Regions from separate parts of the Cricetulus griseus genome. Here region 1 is linked to region 2. A link is a contact called in public Micro-C data. All regions are on one chromosome and are shown on one strand. Each heading gives the region's core, a stretch centred on a gene start, on an enhancer-like site or on the middle of the called end of the contact. The rest is flanking DNA. Distances are from core to core; before and after follow the strand shown. Region 1 holds the start of Sfxn1 (sideroflexin-1). Region 2 has its middle 280 kb from the start of Drd1.

The links. A called contact is a pair of places that touch in the nucleus more often than the background predicts.
Region 1: a Micro-C map of the CHO-K1 cell line shows a contact between it and region 2, with 6 times the contacts expected there. The contact joins the promoter of Sfxn1 here to the enhancer-like site in region 2. A contact is called at or near these places in 4 of 8 Hi-C or Micro-C datasets (the CHK-Q cell line, the CHO-K1 cell line and fibroblasts).

The regions. Positions count from the first base shown.
Region 1 is chr3:273,085,525-273,090,502 of CriGri-PICRH-1.0, forward strand. It overlaps Sfxn1 (sideroflexin-1), which reads left to right and starts at 3,028. Exons shown (of 11, transcript XM_027409887.2): 1 at 3,028-3,159.
Region 2 is chr3:272,784,765-272,789,191 of CriGri-PICRH-1.0, forward strand. No RefSeq gene overlaps it. Among named protein-coding and RNA genes, the nearest start is that of Drd1, 280 kb to the right of the region's middle. Within about 2 kb of position 1,432, at least 2 of the 6 cell types and tissues checked have open chromatin away from gene starts, as enhancers often do. A contact at or near this core is called in the CHO-K1 cell line and fibroblasts, where this site is marked.

The DNA of each region.
Region 1 (4,978 bases), core at 1,778-4,277, 300 kb after region 2:
CACGGGGCACCCTCTTTCCATTCTAATGCCTCCTCCAATTTCTTCCTCCTTTGCCCACCTATGCCTTCTACCTTTTCAAATTCAGTTCTATTCACCTCAGCCAACTAGGGCTGGAAATCCAACTCAAAAGACATACATGGGGTGGGGGAGGGACAAATTTCTTGCTCCTATAACCAGAAGCCCAGGGACAGACCTAGCTCCAGGATGGGCTAGGCCTGAGGTTTGACATGCCCTCCAATCTTTCAGTCTTTCGGCATGTTCACTTCTAATGGCAAAAGGGGTAACTTGTCTCCCTTGATTCAAATCCTCTTAGCTCAGCACCCCCAGTCTGTGTTCCTGTGCACACGGCAGAGGCACTGGAGAGGAGTGATGTGTCTCTCCCGGTGTGTAACACAAATTCAGGCCAAGAGTCTGTTTGACCCAGTGTGGGTCATGTGCTTGCAGCTGAGGCCGATCTGAGAGGAAAAAGGCCCATAAGTGTTCAGCTGGCCGGATCAAGTGGAAGGAGGGTCTATTCCCAGAAGAACCGAGGGGCTGAAAGGGCAAAGAGGTATATGACAGGATCTGGGGGACACCCAATTCCTCACCTGCACAGTGTGGCTTGGCAGGGATGTGATCTTTTCTTCCTGAATGGGTGATCATTTTGTTGCTTACTTGGACCCCACAGACTACAGCAGAAGTGCAAGGGTGTATGTTTTAAGTCTTGGCCTCTACTGTCTTCCTTCCCATCTGGCCCTTTGCTGTACAAACATACCCAGGGCCACCAATGCAAGACAAAAAAAAAAAAAAAGACTGGAATAGAGCAAAGTCAGCCCAGCCAATTGTTTAGCTAAGGCCTCAGATGCAGAGATGATAAAGCCACCAGCCATTTGGGGTAAATGAGTAAGCGTGCAGAGAGTAGGCCAAAGAAACAGAAATGCACAGCCAACCATAGACTTAAGAACAGAACACACTGTTACTGTTGTACAGCCTGGGGTTATGGAGTTATGTATGATATGTGGTTACTTTAGCAACAGAAAACTTGATGGGGTTGTATCTACTATGCCTTCTGCTCTGCAGCCAACCTGGTGGCCCCTATCTGGCTTGCATAGCACTTTGTTACAGATACTGTTGCAAAGATGTCAAGTTAGAAATTCTACTGTTGCAAGTTTTACACTGGGTTAATGCCATTTATCTTAGATACTTGTTTGCAATCTCTCTTTGAGTCCATTAGCTCTTTGTAAGACTCTGTGTGTGTGTGTGTGTGTGTGTGTGTGTGTGTGTGTGTGTGTATGTGTGTGGTGTGTGTGTGTGTGTGTGTGTGTGTGTGTGTGTGTGTGTGCTTTGTTGGGTGTCTTAGGGCTATCATTGCTGTGATGATACACCTTGTTCAGTGCAACTTGGGAATGAAAGTGTCTATTTGGCTTACACTTCCATATCACTATTCATCATCAAAAGAAGGCAGGAACCTGGAGGCAGGGCTGATGCAGAGGTCACGGAGGGTGTGCTTATTGGTTTACTACTCTTCATGGCTTGCTCAGTCTGCTTTCTTATAGAACGCAGGACCATGGGCCCAGGGATGGTACCTCCCACATCAATCACTAAGAATGTGTTCCACAGCCTTGCCTATAGCCTGATCTTATAGGGTTACTTTCTCAACTGACGCTTCCTTATCTTTGATAACTATAGCTTGTGTCAGCTTGACAAACAACTAATGAGGATATTGGATCTTTGTTTTCCTTCTCAATCCTGTTTTTAGTCCATCTTATAATCAGATTAAGGATAGACAGGTGTTCTGAGAACAATGAAAAACATCCAAAATGTCTGTGAAATATTGCTCAGAGTTTTATTTTCCATTTTGGTTTATGAATTTGCCTGCAATTGCGTTTGTTCTATGTTGCCTAAGGCAGGAATTCCATTGATGATGGTATGTTGAGTAAATACCTACCCTTCCCCCTTGCCTTGTGAAACAAGTATATTCAAGAGCCACATCACATTGGGGAAGTCAAGGCAGCGAGAGCTTGAAGCAGTAGGTCACATGGCATTCTCGGGCTCCAAGGCATAGCCACTGGTAGCTAATTGGATCTGTGGGCTTGGTCACATCATCCCCTTCCACATTCAGAAGGAACACTGCTTTTCTCTACAGTGTTAGCAGGGGCTTCTGGGACCAGCCTTGCAAGCAGAAGCTCCTGCCAGGAGTGTGATCTCTTTCCCATCTCACCATGGTGACCTTCTTTCCACAGGGTCTGGCATGTCTGTTTGGCTGAATGGAGCTCCTTGTTGGTCCTGGTACAAACACACTTCCTCCCTTCTTTCCCATGGCTCTGTGCCAAAGTTTGTAACTGGGGACAATCTACTCCTTCAAAATGGGTTGGCTGTTTCAGACTCTTTATTTTCTCATAAACACTTAACAGTCACATTGCTGGGTTAGAAATACACACACACACACACACACACACACACACACACACACAGAGAGAGAGAGAGAGAGAGAGAGAGAGAGAGAGAGAGAGAGAGAGAGTTTTCTACCTATGCACAGAATGTAATTCGTCATTTGCCAGATTGTGCTGGCCTTCAAAATGCGTCCAGGATTCAATACATCCCTCCACCTAGACCAAGGTGAACTGCCACCGACATTTCCTTCTGGCTAAGCTCAGTAGCCTCCAGAAAAGGCCTCTGGTCTGCATGTCCCCTATGGTCGGGTCTCAGTCTAGTAGCCAGTGACTCTTTTGAAGGTATAAATGAGGTGGTGGCACGTCTATCATCTAAGTTTCCTTATAGCGATGGTTGTGCCAAACGCCACGTTTTAAGAAACACTGACCCAAATGAATGAAGGAGCGGGTGACTGGATAAAGTGGGCACAGCAATGATGAAGGGTGGACCCCAAAGGGAAACCAAACCGAACCACAGTGGTATTGATTGACCGGGGCGGCACAGCGCGGCGAAGATGAACTTGGGCGAGAAGCAGAAGCGCGGGCACGAGGGGCGTGCACAGACCGCGGAGCTCGCAGCCTGCGGAGTGACGCCCAGGCAGAGGCAGGAGCCTCGGGGCGGGGCCGCGCGTCCTGAGCGCGCGTCAGGGCCGCGCTCCTGGGGGCGGCGCGCGGGACCGGGGCGCTTCCGGCAGCGGGAGGTGGCGCCGAGCGGGAACGAGCGGTGCGGGGAGCGGCCGGGGAGGCGGTGAGTGGCGCGGGGCTGCGGGGCGCGCGGGCCGGTTAGGTCTCGGGTTCCGCGGGGGACCCAGCGGGGTCCGCTGCGCGCGCTGGGGATACCTGGGATGGGTACCTGCGCCCGGAGACCTCGTGGGTCCGCAGATCCCGCCTGGGGCTAGGGAGGGCCCCGCGTGGAGCTGGTCTGGCTCCCCAGCGGGAGGGCGCAATACGCATCGTGCCACGCGTCCCTAACCACCGCGTGACGAAACTTGCTGGGTGCATGCAGCCAAGATGGCTGCCGGGGGACGGTCTCCACGAGGATGGACGCGCTCGATTGCCAGGTGACCAGGTGGCCCCTAGAAGCTGGGGCCCGGAGGTCGGCGAGGAGACCACCTGGTGGCCGCCCTCCAGCTCATAATCTCTTCAGACAGAACGATGGGCCCCAGATAGATGCGTGGGACCTGCACCCTCAGCTCCCACATCACACTGCAGAGCATCGCAGCTTCAGCAACCCCCAAATGGCAATGACCACATTAAGGTCTGTGCCTGCTGGGTTAGATCTGACTTTTGAGTTTATCCAGTGTTGCCAAATCCTTGATATTCTCTCCATAATCCCGATTTGAAAATTGAGGCTCAGAAGTTGAGTAACCCCGCGTAAAGTGTCACAGCTGGCCAGGGAGAGAGCAAGGCAATCCGAGGATGCCTGTATTGCTTCCTCGGTGTGCTCTCAGGGAAGGTCTTTTGAGAGACCTCATGGCAAAGCCTAGCTCTGCTGGCCTTCAGAGTTCGGGCACTTACCCAGGACCCCTTCTCCATAGTTTCTCACACTCCAGATTCCTCTTTTGCTGCACCTGTTTTGAATGCATTTCATCGGTGGGTCGCGCAAGGGGCTGCATGTCAGCTATTTATTTGCTTGATGATTCATAACAGTAGAAAATTACAGTTATGAAGTAGCAACGAAGTAATTTTATGGTTGGGGGGCCACCACAGCATAAACTGTATTAAAGGGTCACAGCATTAAGAAAGTTGAGAACTACTGCCTAGATGATTATCTCTGTCCATTTTCCAGGCAGAGGCGGGAGGAGGGGGCAGGCACACGGGTAAGCAAGGGGATTTTGTGGCTCCTACCATGTTGGGCTTAGGCTTGAGAGCTGTTTGGAGGACAAATGGAAGTTCCACAGGAAGTATCAGGACCTCAGCTTCCCCTTCTTTCCCTTCAGGACTGCAGTCCGCAAAAGTCACAGAAATGACAGTTTGGGAAGAGTTTGTCAGTTCCCACCCAGCTCTGATAAGGAATTGCTTCATCTGTTTATTCAAAGGTTAGGTGTGGGTTGCAGCCAAAGGTCTGCAAAATGTAGAGTGCATTTAGTTTTCTGTAAAAGTTTGGTAAAAACCCGCCTAATATGCAACAAAAGCTACAGGCTAAGAGGGAACATCCGCTTGTCCCTTCTAACTTCCTGCAAAGAAAGCTGTGAAAATAGCCAGGCCATAGTGAGTCAGAAAGTTCTGTCTGTGAGCTGCTAGATGTACAAGATAGGGACCAAACCCATTCCTCTGAAAGAGGACCAAGTGTTGATGGCTTGGCTGTCTCTCCAGCCCCTACTGTGTGACTGTTGCTTTCTGGTGCCTGAGAATGAAACAAAGTATCTGACTATCGCTGCAGAAATGGCAGCTTCAGCCGTGTGAGGAAGGAGCCTTTAGCTGTGGATAAGGCCAGTGTATGGTTTGGAGTTCAAGGTAAGAAGTCCATAGTAGTCTGCTTTGTTCTTTTTTTGTAGCTATTCATTAGAAAGTAAAAATTCATTGTTAGGAGTCTTATCAGTGGTGAAGTTTGTTTATCACTTATT
Region 2 (4,427 bases), core at 182-2,681:
TGGATCCCAGGAGCCTCCAGTGACACAAGTATCTGTAAGATTACAGTGCAGAAACAGAAAGATGTGGTATTCAACTCCACAAACACGAACACGTTTAGCATTCCTTGGAAACTGCTATGATTTTAATAAAATGTATTTTATGTTTGTTACTTTTCTAATTACAAACCTCGAGTACCCTCAGCCATCAGAATCATGCCAAATGCCCCTGAGCCTCTAAGGCCATCATATGAGGACCTTTGCATGCTCAAGAGGTTGCTCTCTCCTCTGTTCCCCTGTGACTGTAAGGTCACCATCTGAGTTGAGGAGCACTGAGCCCCTTCACACCCCACAGACAGACAGTTCTCCCTTCACCAGCTGCCCCTGGCATTGCTATCTAGTGCTGTGATAGGCACCACAACCAAGGGGAAAGAGAAGGATGACTTTCTTTCAGCTTTCAGCTTGTAGTCAATCGATCATGAAGGGAAGGCGGGGCAGGAACTGATGCACAGGCCATGGGGGAACACGGCTTACTGACTTGCTTCCCCTGGTTTGCTCAGCCTGCTTTCTTGGACCTCCCAGGACCTCCTCCCCAGGAGTGGCACCACCCACAGCGAGCTGGGCCTTCCCTCTTCAATATTTAATTAAGAAAATGCCCTACAGACTTGTTCACAGGTCAACCTGATGGAGGCATCTTTTCCAGCTTGTGTCAAACTGGCAAACAAAACAAAAACCAGAAACAAGCAAACAAAAAACAATCAAGTAACCAGCAAGAGCCTAATAGTTCCACCTGAGGGCTGCACTGAGCTCTTCACAGATCCACAGGTAAGCCTCCTCTCTCCCAGCCCTCATACTCAAACTCAGCTGAGGGCCTGGCAGATGGGTTAGAGGATAAACCTTTGTCACACAAGAGTGAGGACTGGAGTCCAGACCTGTGGAACCAATGAAAGCTAGGCAGGCATAGTGGCTTCCTGTAGTCCTAGCACTCAGGAGGCAGAGACAGTGGACTCCTGATGTCAGCTGGCTACCTAGAATAACGAGAAGTGGCGTGTTTCCGGTTCAGGAGAGACCCTGACTCAGTGAATAAAGGGAGATTGGTTGAGAAAGACACCCATCATCAACTCCAGCCATCCCCCCACTTTACACACACACACACACACACACACACACACACACACACTCATGCACATGCACACACTCACACACACTCACACACTTGCACACACATTCACACACTCACACACTTGCACACATACTCACTAACACACTCACACACACTCATGGTACATGTGCACACAGATCATACATACATACATACATACATACGCATACCACATGAACACATGGACATGAAACACAGTCAGACATTCTCTGCTGTCCCTTTGGCCCTGTTCCTGCTCCCTGACTCACCCCAGATTTATAGAGAATACTTTGTGGTGAATCATGCTGTCCATGGCTTTGTCCCTAATGGACATGGCTTCCTTTGGCTGTGTGGTCAGCCCCCTGCATACATTGGTCCAGTGTCTTCTGACTCAACCATTCTCCTTCAAAATATCTAGAAAAACTGTTATACGGAGACTGTTCCTTGTCATCGTTCTCTAACTAATAGTTTTACAGCCTTGAATGTGACATTTGTATTTGCTATGACATGGAAATGAGCTATACCCTGGAGGAGGCTCTTGTGTTTGAACAGTTGTCCCCAGCTGGTGTCACTTTTTTGGAAGCTGTGAAGCTTTAGAAGGTGGATTTTAGCTGTTGGAAGTGGCTATTGCTAGTAAAGGAACTTGAGGGAGATAGCCAGGCCCACTTCCGGGGGAGCTTTCTGCTTCCTGGTGCATAAGGGTATGAGGAAGCCCCGCCCTGACCTCCTGAATCCCAGGAGCTGCTTTCATCCCATGCCCGCCCCCTCACGAAAACAAAGTCAATCATCGTTTTCTCATTTGCTTCTTGTCAGATGTTTGAAGACAACCATAGCAAAGGTCACTAAAACAACATTGTATTGCATCTTGTAAGTAAGCCAGAAATTGTTTCAACTAGGATACAGGAGGGTGTTGTACATGTTATATGCAAATACTATGCCGATTTAATAGCTATTCTCAAGATGGAATCAGATGGAGTCCCGATGAACTCCTCGAATCCCGGTCCCTCTCTGGGTCTTATTCATCTGGAGGTCCCCGGAGTTTATTCCATAAACAAGTACACAGTCGAGCATCACAAATGTTTGCTGAATGGCTGAAGGAAAGAATGGAAGAATGCACAAGTGAATGAACACTCATAGAAACCGCCAGGGAGAAAAATGTGTGTCGGACAAGCATGCTTAGAATTTGTGGATAGAAGAGCCAGCGCACCCTCCCACATTTCAGTGATGGCTAAAACGACTTAAAATGCACTTTAAAGGACTTCAGAGAGGCAGAGCAGGTGGAGAAATGCTAGAAAATGCAACATAGAAACAGAGATGAGACAAATGGGATGGGAAAGATCTGGGCCTTTCGAATGAGAAATCAAAGAGCAGGCAGCTAGTCCAGGCCTTGTTTAGCAAATTAAAAAGGCAAAGATCCCAAAGTCAATGTGAATTTTTTAACCAGGTGGATAGAACGTTTCAAACAGAATTGAAAGATTTATTTAGTAGTTTTTTTTTTTTGTCTAATTGTAACGAAGATTCTTTCATGTCTCATTACATGATGTTTAACAAAGTAAAACAAACAAATAAGAAAACAACAACAACAACAAAAACAGTCGTGAGCCTCTATATTTGCCCTGAAGGGGTCATGGGTGCAGATGCTGGTGGGAGCTGAAGGCAGCAGGAGTCAGTGATGACGGCTGAGAGTGACATTTAAACAGACAAGAAGGTACCTAGTACTTTGAAAACAATGCACACAGCATCTGCTTGTGTGGTGCATGCGGTTTTCCAGTGTAACTGGTGAGTGCCCAGGCCCTGGCCTTGGGCATTTGGAATGGCAGGCTGTGAGAACTGACTCCTGTACTTCACAGCTACGCCACTCCAGGCAGCCTCAAGCCGATCGCTCTCTTTATATCACCGACCTGTGAGTAAGATGAGGATAATAGCATCATTTCTGATGTCATGGACTTTCATTTTTATATCTGAAAAGAATGCAACCCAGGGAAGTTACATTGCCCGACTGAGATGGCAGAGATAAGATGTGATGAACCCCTTTCTAGCTTCTCCTCCCCCCCCCGCTTGCTCTAACACTTCTCTATGTTCTCAAAGGAATGCACTCAGCTGCCACACATGAGATGCTATGCAGATTTATAACTGTAGAGGGAGGAGGCTGTGTGGTCTGTGGGCTACAGAAAGTCGGAGTCGTGTAATTGCATATTTTCAAAATCGCTGAACATGCCCACCTAACCAATAATTTGGTTTCCACGAATACATATCCAGGATGGACGCTTAGACTTAGCATGCAGTATGAATAGATGGTGTGAGCATCGGCCTTTAAAAGTGATACCCAACTCCTGGCACCGAGTTAATTAGTAATTCAGCAAGTGATAATTTCCTAAATCCCGATTGCCTTTCTGAAGATATGGATTCCCAGTTAATAAGCACTTTGCAGCGCTATGTGGCAGTGTTAGTGTAAAACCCCATGACTCCTCACTAAGGGATGCTGGAGCACGGGGAAGGGCCCTCTCAAAGCAAAATGCCCTTGTGAAATACACACTGTGACCGGAACACTTAAGTGGGGGAGTTGGAAAACCAAGGACTCAGCTGTAACCAGGTTCTAAGAAGCAGAACCTCCGTGCGTAAAAAAGATGACAGTCTAGACTTAAGTCTTTAATGCTTAGAAACAGACGAGACCTTTTAAGAAGATTTAGTTATTTATCATTTCCTGTGTGTGAGTACTTTGCATGCTTGTATGTGGACCACATGTGTGCACCACATGTGTGCCCGATGCTTGCAGAAGTCAGAGAGGCTGTTGGATCCCACGGAACTGAGGTTACAGATGACTGTAAGCCACCTCATGGGTGCTGGGAACTAGGTCCTTGGCAAGATCAACAAATTGCTCTTAACCGCTGAACCATCTCTCAAGCCCTGCAAAGGGGGCTTTTAATGCTGCCAAACCACCCCTCTTATTGCGACCAGAGGCTTACCCTTCAATAAAATTCTGGCATTTTTATTCCATGATTTAAAAAAGTCCAAAGGGCCTCTCCACGCATGCATTCATCTGCCCACCATCTACTTGTCTTTCCTTCTACCCATCTGCCAAATATTTAAGGACATTTGCCATGCTTTAGGTGCTGTGTGAGGCATTTGGGATGTATCAGTGAACCGTCAAATATAGACTTTATTGTCATGGAAACCTTACAACCTGATGGAGGAGATTAGCACTAAATAGCAATTAGGTAGATGGCAATTGTAACCCAGAATACAGATTTTGAGAGAGAAGGCTTCTAATACCTTTGCAGAATACCACCCCCAGGGGCTGATCTTCCTA